Linked DNA regions of Ovis aries: region 2 is linked to region 1. A link is a contact called in public Hi-C data. All regions are on one chromosome and are shown on one strand. Each heading gives the region's core, a stretch centred on a gene start, on an enhancer-like site or on the middle of the called end of the contact. The rest is flanking DNA. Distances are from core to core; before and after follow the strand shown.

What was found. A called contact is a pair of places that touch in the nucleus more often than the background predicts.
Region 2: a Hi-C map of blood shows a contact between it and region 1, with 4 times the contacts expected there. The contact joins the enhancer-like site here to the promoter of ARL4C in region 1. A contact is called at or near these places in 8 of 16 Hi-C or Micro-C datasets (blood, hypothalamus, liver and 2 more).

What each region holds. Positions count from the first base shown.
Region 1 is chr1:6,573,467-6,577,625 of ARS-UI_Ramb_v3.0, reverse strand. It overlaps ARL4C (ADP ribosylation factor like GTPase 4C), which reads right to left and starts at 2,097. Exons shown (of 1, transcript NM_001162554.1): 1 at 1,519-2,097. The coding sequence starts at 2,097. The coding sequence ends at 1,519. It also overlaps a transcript of SPP2 not described here.
Region 2 is chr1:6,757,141-6,761,299 of ARS-UI_Ramb_v3.0, reverse strand. It overlaps a transcript of SPP2 not described here. Among named protein-coding and RNA genes, the nearest start is that of ARL4C, 180 kb to the right of the region's middle. Within about 2 kb of position 1,934, at least 4 of the 54 cell types and tissues checked have an H3K27ac peak or open chromatin away from gene starts, as enhancers often do.

The DNA of each region.
Region 1 (4,159 bases), core at 848-3,347:
GTCACATGCTTTCTTTCATCCCAAGCGCTCACTGTGTCTGCATTTGCTCTGCAACCAGTTTCCACAAGCAGGAATCAGGAAGGACCTCCTTGTGCTTTTCCCTCGCCTTGAAATCCATGCAATGAGGTGGGCTTTTGCAACAAGGTGGGCTTTTGTCTGTCGGTGCATAACATCAAATACTCTAATGAGACATTTGCAATGAAAATACTTAAACCAGATAGGCCACAATGAACCAAATTAGAAATTTGAACATGTCGCCACTTGCAGCGTAAAGGAATCTAAAAAGGCAGTCTTTTTTCCCCCTAAATTGAGTATTTCTATGGGGAGTATTCATTCGTAGCATATTATTTTTAAGGAAAAAAAATGTCTGAAAACCATAACTCATCATCAAGCGGTTAGGATTACAAGACACATCCCTTGCCAAAACCCGCTTGTCATTCAGCACACATCTGCAGCTGGTGTGCTCACACAAACCAATCAGCAGGCTAAAAAAAAAAATTGAAGATTCCACACATATGGGTCTAGAAATGTATGCCGATTACACAGCACTGTATCTACACACACCCCATCCAGCACTGACGTCAGGAGCCTTACCCTTTAAACACCTTTAACTATTCTGCAAAGAGTAAATGCATCATTTGCCACCACCTCCAACAGTTTCTTGTTTGTAATTTTTTTATTGGTCTCTTTGTGTGATAATGACCTACACATGGACAGGGTCCAAACCATCTGGAAGATGTCTGATTCCAGGCTGAAAAGCAGTTCTCAACAAAACTGGTCTTCTGAAGCTACCACAAAGCACCAGGAAAGGGGCGTTCTTCGCGGCCATCCCCCAGCCCAGGCCAGCACAGCGCCCCGCGCCTTCCAGCTGCGGTACTGTTCCACGCAGTCCTCTGATGGCCCAAACCACCACCTCGTTTGGGCCCAGAGCAGGGCAAATGGATTTTCACAGGGTCCTGCCCTGTGACATAAAATTATCCAGCTTTCATAGCCCAAGGAGAGGCTGTTCCCCCAGCACCTCCCACTGCCACCGTGCCCCCAGTTGGGAACTCCCGGGGTTCTGGGAGCCGCATACCTCAGGTAGCTCACAGGTGCGATCCCCAGTGAGGGCGGGGGAGCCTGAACTTCTGGCCCTGCTGGAGTAGGAGGAAATTGCTTTTGTCTCGGATATCTGAGCCTTCCAACCTGGGCCAGCAGGGCGGACGGTGGGACCTGCACGTCCACTCCCCAGCCGGGTCCCCCACCCCCTGAGTAGCTCCGGCTTTCAGACAAAAGGACCCCTGAGCTGCGGGTGGGGGGGGGGGGGCAGGTCGAGCGCAGGCTGGCCAGCTTGCCTACATACCCAGGTTAAGTCACCAGTCCTGCATGTGGGTGCAGAGACTCCGCTTTAAAAATTCGAAGCGTCGCTTTGGTTCGCTGTCTTTGTTCGCGGGCGCGCGGGCCACACAGCCTTTCATTCATTCATTCCGGACTCGCTCGCTCCCCGCGCCTAGCCCCGTAACGTCGCCGCCCGGAGCATTACCGCTTCTTCTTCTGCTTGAGGGACTTCCTGCGTTTCAGGATCATCTCGTACAGCTTGTCCATGCCCTCGGTGAGACCCTCGCCGATGATGGCGCACGCCGGCTGGACGTGGTAGGTGGTGGCCGGGATGAGCTCGTGCAGCGCCAGCTGCTTCTCGATCTCCGCCACGGGCAGCGACTTGGGCAGGTCCTGCTTGTTGGCGATGACCAGCAGCGGCGTGCCCTGGTTCTCGGCGAACTTGGTCACTTTGTGCAGCTCTGTCTTGGCCTCCTCCAGCCGGTCCACGTCCACCGAGTCCACCACGTAGATGATGCCGTCCGTGCAGCGGCTGTAGGACTTCCACAGCGGCCGAAGCTTCTCCTGGCCGCCCACGTCCCAGAAGTGGCAGCTGATGCCCTTGGCCGTGCCGTTGCTCAGCTTGATCTTCTCCGTGTTGAAGCCGATGGTGGGCACGGTGTTCACGAACTCGTTGAACTTGAGCCGGTAGAGCACCGTGGTCTTGCCGGCCGAGTCCAAGCCCAGCATGACGATGTGCAGAGACTGGAAGGCCGAGATGTTGGAGGAGATGTTGCCCATGGCTCCTCGCTGCGGCGCCGGCCACTGCGGCTGCGGCGGGAGGGCGCCGCCCCCCGCCCTCCGGAGCAGTTACGGGCCCGACGCGGGCGGGCGCACCTGGGCCCCGCCTGCCGCCCTCAGCCGCCGGCACCGGCCTGGGCTTGGAGTACCCGGGGCGCACGGCTCGGCGCGCTCAGACACCGCGGCCCCCGCGCCCGCGCCGGCCGGGCATCGCGTCTCTCTCGATGGGCTTTGTCTCCCGCGCAGTCTCCTCCGCTGCGGCGCCGCGGGCTGCTCGCGCCCGTCGCCCTCCCCCGCCGGCCCCGGCTCTCTCTCTGCTGCTTCCTCGGGCCGCGCCCCCGCGCTCCAGCCGCTGCCCTGGCTCTCCGCGGCTGCGGGTTCCGGGCTCCGAGCGCCGAGGGCTCGCCTCTGCCTGGGCGGCGCCGCCGGGGGGCCAATCCCACTCCCAGGGCGAGCCTCGGAGGCGCAGGCGGGGCGTGGGCTTCCCCGGGCTTCGCTGCCTGCGCGGTCGCCTGGCTGTCCCCGCAGTCCCCGCGCCGCCACCGCCGCCGCGGGCAGCCTGCTGCGGCAGGAGGGCGCCCGGCCCCGCCCCTAGGAGGCCCCGCCCCTCATCCCGCCCCTATGGCCCCGCCCCTTCGTGGTGCCCTCGTACCGACGGCCCCGCCCCTCGCCCGCCCCGCCCCCCGCGCCCCGCCCCAGGTCGGGCGTGGACCTCCCAGCCCGGCGGGCCGCTTTCGCGCCTTTCAGTGCTTTCGAAATCGCCCTGGTCGTCTCCTCCCGCGCCGCACCCAGATAATGGGTTCCCGAGCTGCCGGCTCTTCCCGCCTCGGCCCTCTGACGCATCTTGTAAAAATAGCTCCCGGAACTCCACGCCCAGCCAGCCCCAGGCCGGACCGACTGTCCGGCGGGACTGCAGCGTGGGAGGCGCAGCCGGCCTCCAGGAGCGAGGGCTGGGGATCCAGAGTCCAGGGCAAGGCGGGCCGGGGCAGCCCTGCCCGAGGGACTGGGGACCATCCAAGGTAGAAGTGGGGTGAGAGTGCCCCCTCTGGGGAGAGAGGGCTGTGGATCAGGGCCCCGACCCCCAGACTCCCCCACCCAGTAGAGGGGAAAGGAGGGCGTGGGCCGCAGGGAGCCAGCCCGGGCACGTGGCCTTTGCGGTGCCCAGGACACTGACCCTCGCTGGTACGCTGGCTCACTTCCCTGCCAGAACTCCGGGGGGATGGGGTGGGGTCTCCACGGGATCCCCGCTGCCCTGGGGCGCAGACCTGCGCGCATTTCGCCCCGGAGGCCTGGCTTCATTTAAGGAGACTTGTCTGTCCCCAGATAGCTCCGGCGACTCACCAGCCCCAGACAGCCCCTTTGCTACCTCCAGCGTCTGCGCGGACATCCCAGGTCAAGCGTGAGCATCTCAGGAGAGCACCCTCTACCACCCATGGCACTTAGAGAACTGAGAACCTCCTGCCCACAGGTGAGCCAATCCTCCAGCGACTGGTGCTCCAGGGGCATTTAGGCCTGAAACAAAAATGTGTCAGCAGCTCCGAGTAGGTTACACCGTAGGTCACAGGCACCAGTGCCCAGCCCCTGGCTGGCTTCTCCCATCACTCCGATTCAGTGCTCTCATTCTAGTTGGTAAGCATGTAACCAAGGCTTATCCTCTGCAGGTACAGAGGAAACTGAGTGGAGGAGGAGAAGCAGAGGCAGTATGCACAAGGGCTTCTTCCCAATGCCAGCTTATGAGGCAGGAAGAGGGAAATGGGGTCTGGGGGATGGAAATGAGTCTGATAACCATTGATGGCTGAAAACCAAATTATTGTAGAAAAGCTTTCCTTTACCACCTTCCTTTCACAAGCTGTGATAAAATAGGTGATTTTGTTTGTACTGAACCATATGAGAAGACTTCGTGTCGATGGCAGGACCAACCGTCCCTCCTGGGGACTCCTCTGGTGGCAGCAACCACTCAGACCGGGTCCAGGGCTGGAGAAGTCCTAGTGAATCATTCTGTCCAACGTGCCGGCCGAGGAAGCCAAGGCTCAGGCACTTGACTTGGCCAGGGTGGAACCTA
Region 2 (4,159 bases), core at 685-3,184, 180 kb before region 1:
CATATTTTAATACGCATTTTACTTAAACAAACACAGACAGACAAAAAGTCAGCTGAAACTCATGTTGGCAGGAGTGTGTGATCTTCTCATGGTGACTGAGAGCTCTTTTGGAAAGCTATGAAGTTACTGATCTAAATCATTAAACACATACTTTTGTTTTACCCCATTCACAGAGCTATTACCTAAGGAGTAATTACAGGTGTCCATGACAATGTTCACTCCAACACAGATTATTCCCGGGCCTCTAAGGATACCCGTCTGACACCATCTTTCGCTTGTCAACAAAACAAAATGATAAAAGTCATTGCTGGTGAAGGTATGGTGCATGCGTACTCAGCTGTGTCTGACTATTTGTGACCTCGTGGACTGTAGCACACCAGGCTCCTTTGTCCCTAGGATTCTCCAGGCAAGAATACTGGAGTGGCTTGCCATTTCTTACTCCAAGGGATCTTCCTGACCTAGGGATTGAACCTCAGTTCAATTGGCAGGTGGATTCTTTGCCAATGAGCCACCTGGGGAGCCCAAAGATAGAGTAGTTAGAGCAATTTCTCTCCCCTGTAGGAGAGCAAGTATCAGTGCAGCTGCTGCAGGCTGCTTCAGTGAGATATTAACGTGTGTTCTTCCCTTCTGAATTTTCCCTTTCTCCTTCAAAGAAAGTAGCCAGGCTATATGAGTGTCATGCTGCTGCTGCTGCTAAGTCGCTTCAGTCATGTCCAACTCTGTGCGACCCCATAGACTGCAGCCCACCAGGCTCCGCTGTCCCTGGGATTCCCCAGGCAAGAACACTGGAGTGAGTTGCCATTTCCTTCTCCAATGCACGAAAGTGAAAAATGAAAGCGAGGTCGCTCACTTATGTCCAACTCTTCGTGACCCCATGGACTGCAGCCTACCCGGCCCCTCCGTCCATGGGATTTTCCAGGCAAGAGTACCGGAGTGGGCTATGAGTGTCCTACTGCTATGTAATAAATACCACCAACTTAGTGACTTGAGACAAAATCTATTTATAGCTTACGGTTCTGGATTATCCAGGCAGGCCTCAACTCATTTCTGTGCTCAAGGTTTCACAAGATTTAAATCACAGCGGTCAGCAGCCTATTTTCATTGCTGGTGGCTCTAGGGGCAAATCTACTTGCAAGCTCATTCTGATTGGTGGTGGAGTTCAGTTTCTTGGGACTGAAGTCCCTGTTTCTTGAGGACCATCAGCTACAGGTCATTCTCCACCCATGGAGACCCTCACTTTCCTTGTCTTGTGGACCCTCCATTGCCAAAGCCAGCATTTGGCCTCTTTCCAATCCAGCCCATTTCCCACTGTCTCCAGGAAGGCCCCAGCCCCTTGTGAGGACTTGTCTTATTGGGTCAGACCCAATTGCTGAAAATAAATACACTAATTTAATTAAAAAAATGCGGACTGATAAGTAAAGCACCCAGTCTGGACATGATTTTTTCACTGTGTTTCTGTGGCAGAGGAGAGCAGATACAGCAGTCTCCCTATAAGGGAGGAGAAGACAACCTGGCCCCCAAACTCTTGACCTAAATGAAAAGCTCACATAGATGGTGGCAGGAGGACTTTCAGTAACGTGATGGTATGGAATTGTTGTCTGGTTGTCGTTTCTTCATCCTGCTGCCTGTCTCCTGAAAGGTAATCCCATATTTCTCCCCCTTCTCCACACACACACGTGCACACACTCTTGCCCAGACAGGACACCGAGGACCAACAACAGTCCCAAGGTTTCAGCTCCTTCTGCAAATCCTGAGGTCGTGAGCAACAAGCCAGAGGCCTAGCATGCGTCAGCACACTCTGGTCACAGAGGTTAAACTCTTAGATCAGAAAGACGCAGGGACTTTGGGGAAAGGGGAAGTATGGGGACTGAGGCCTCGAATGGGGAGCTCAGACAGGAAGTTATTTAGGAAAGGAGCTCAGAGCTAAACCTGCACCTGCTCTCACTTCCTCATGAGGAAAAGAACCACACTGACCACGCGGCACTGGAGCCTGGGCTGTGGTTCCAGCAAATGTCACAGCAAGAAAATGAAGACATGTTTCACTTTGGAATCTAGCATTTTCCTCCTGGAGCGCCTTGCTCTGATGTTTACTTCTGACGTGAGCCTTTTGAATGGTGAACTTCTTTATGGTTCTGTTTTTGCTTCTGCCCACACCCTGCATGCCACGCACCCACCCCCAGGACACGTCTGCCTCTACAGGGGCACACAGAGATATACACTTTATTACACACACATACAAAGTCAGATACACACACAAACACATAGACACTCTCATATACATACCTACTCACAGGCACACATATTCATATAAAGCTAAGCATGCTCAGTGGCTCTGTCATGTCTGACTATTTGCGACCCTATGGACTGTAGTCCACAAAGCTCCTCTGTCCATGGGATTCTCCAAGCAATAATACTGGAGTGGGTTGCCATTTCCTCATTCAGGGGATCTCCCCGACCCAGGGATCGAATCTGTGTCTCCCAGATTTCTGCACTTGCAGGTGGATTCCTTACCACTGAGCCACCTGGGAAGCCCTCAAAGGTAAGCACTACTCTCAAACACAAATGCACACACATGAACACATGCAGTGTTCAAATGTACACACAAGCACAGGACTTTTGGGCAGAAATTTTGCCTAGAATCTGGAAAGCTTCTTTGGAGTGTTTGCTCCCTCAACAAACATCTACTGGGCATCTAGTTAATCATCGTGTTGGACATCAGAGGGTAAGCTGCTGGAATACAGAGGCCTGGCTCGTGGACCCAGAACAGAGGGCAGATAAGGAGTCACAGGGTTGCAGCTCTGAAGGCTGCAGCAGAAGACTGCTGCCACGGAGTTGAGCACAGGGATGGAGGTCTACCCCAGCCTGTGACGGTGGCCTTCCTGGAAGAGGAGGCTGCGTCTTTAAGCGGAGAGGAAACAGTGCAACCTGAAGCTGAAGCATTTCATTCACCTGGGCTGCCTGGTCTGTGTGACTCACCTTTATATTCCTACCTCCTGGCATCTTCAGAATCACGGGGCGCACCTCCCATTTGCAAGGCTACACAGGCAGATTGACAGAGCCGCTAGCATGAACCATCAAGGAACCAGACATGTTTTGTTTTGGGATTCTACACACTCAGAGCCAGATATAATGAAACTGAGGATAAGTGCTTAAAGGAACCAGAATGAGAATTTAAGCCTAGGAAGGCAAGGACTAGAGAGAACTGAGCAAGAGTGGGCATGCTGTGACATATAAAAGGAATCATCCCTTTGCTCAGTGGGACAATTCAGCCAATCTTTCCAACCTGCTGCTGTCAAATGTAAAATCAAGCAACCACAACAAGCTTAATGCATAAATCCATTCTCCACCCTCTCCTCTCCTGACTCTGACTGCAGTGCTCATAGACATGGGAGGATTTCTTGATGTATTAAGGTCTCCTTTGCTTCATTGGCCCCATGGACCACTAGGGCAGTCAACCATGGGCTAGTGGTGACTTGGAAACTTCTGGATCAGTGATTCTCAAACTTGAACACGCATCACAATCGCCTGGAGGGCTTGTGAAACCACAGGGCTGGACCCCATTTGCAGAGTTTCTGATTCAGTAGGTGTGGGGCGGAGCTCAAGTAATGGAGTGATGCTGATGCTCTGGGGATCTCACTTTGAGAACTGTTATAGCAACTCCTGAGGGTACAGGTGATCCACCTTCACAATCTCCCTGACACCCCACATAGTTAGAACAGGTGTTTAGATGTAAAGGAAGTCAAGACCAACAGAATCCCTAAATGCATCCACTGATATGTGATTCACTCCTCTCTATGATGTCACATCCACAGCCAGTAGTTTTGGGGAGTCTTTTATTAACCATTAGAGGAGTCAGGAGATAGGGAAAAGAACTCTAAATCAGACTCCAGAGACTGGTTTTAATCTGGGCTCTGCTGTTTGCTTGTTGGTTGGAGTGATTTGTTAAACAGCAATAGCTGACTAATACAAGTGGCTGCTATGTCAGATTTGGGAACTCTAAGATGAATTTAGAAAAATATCTATCTGCCAGGAATTTGCAATCTAGTAGAAGAGGCAGTTACAGTAGGATGTGCTGAGTAACATGGAAGGAAGCAAAGTGGTATTGTAAGAACTCTAAGGCACAGGGACCTCAATCAACTTTGGAGGTTTTGGGGAGAAA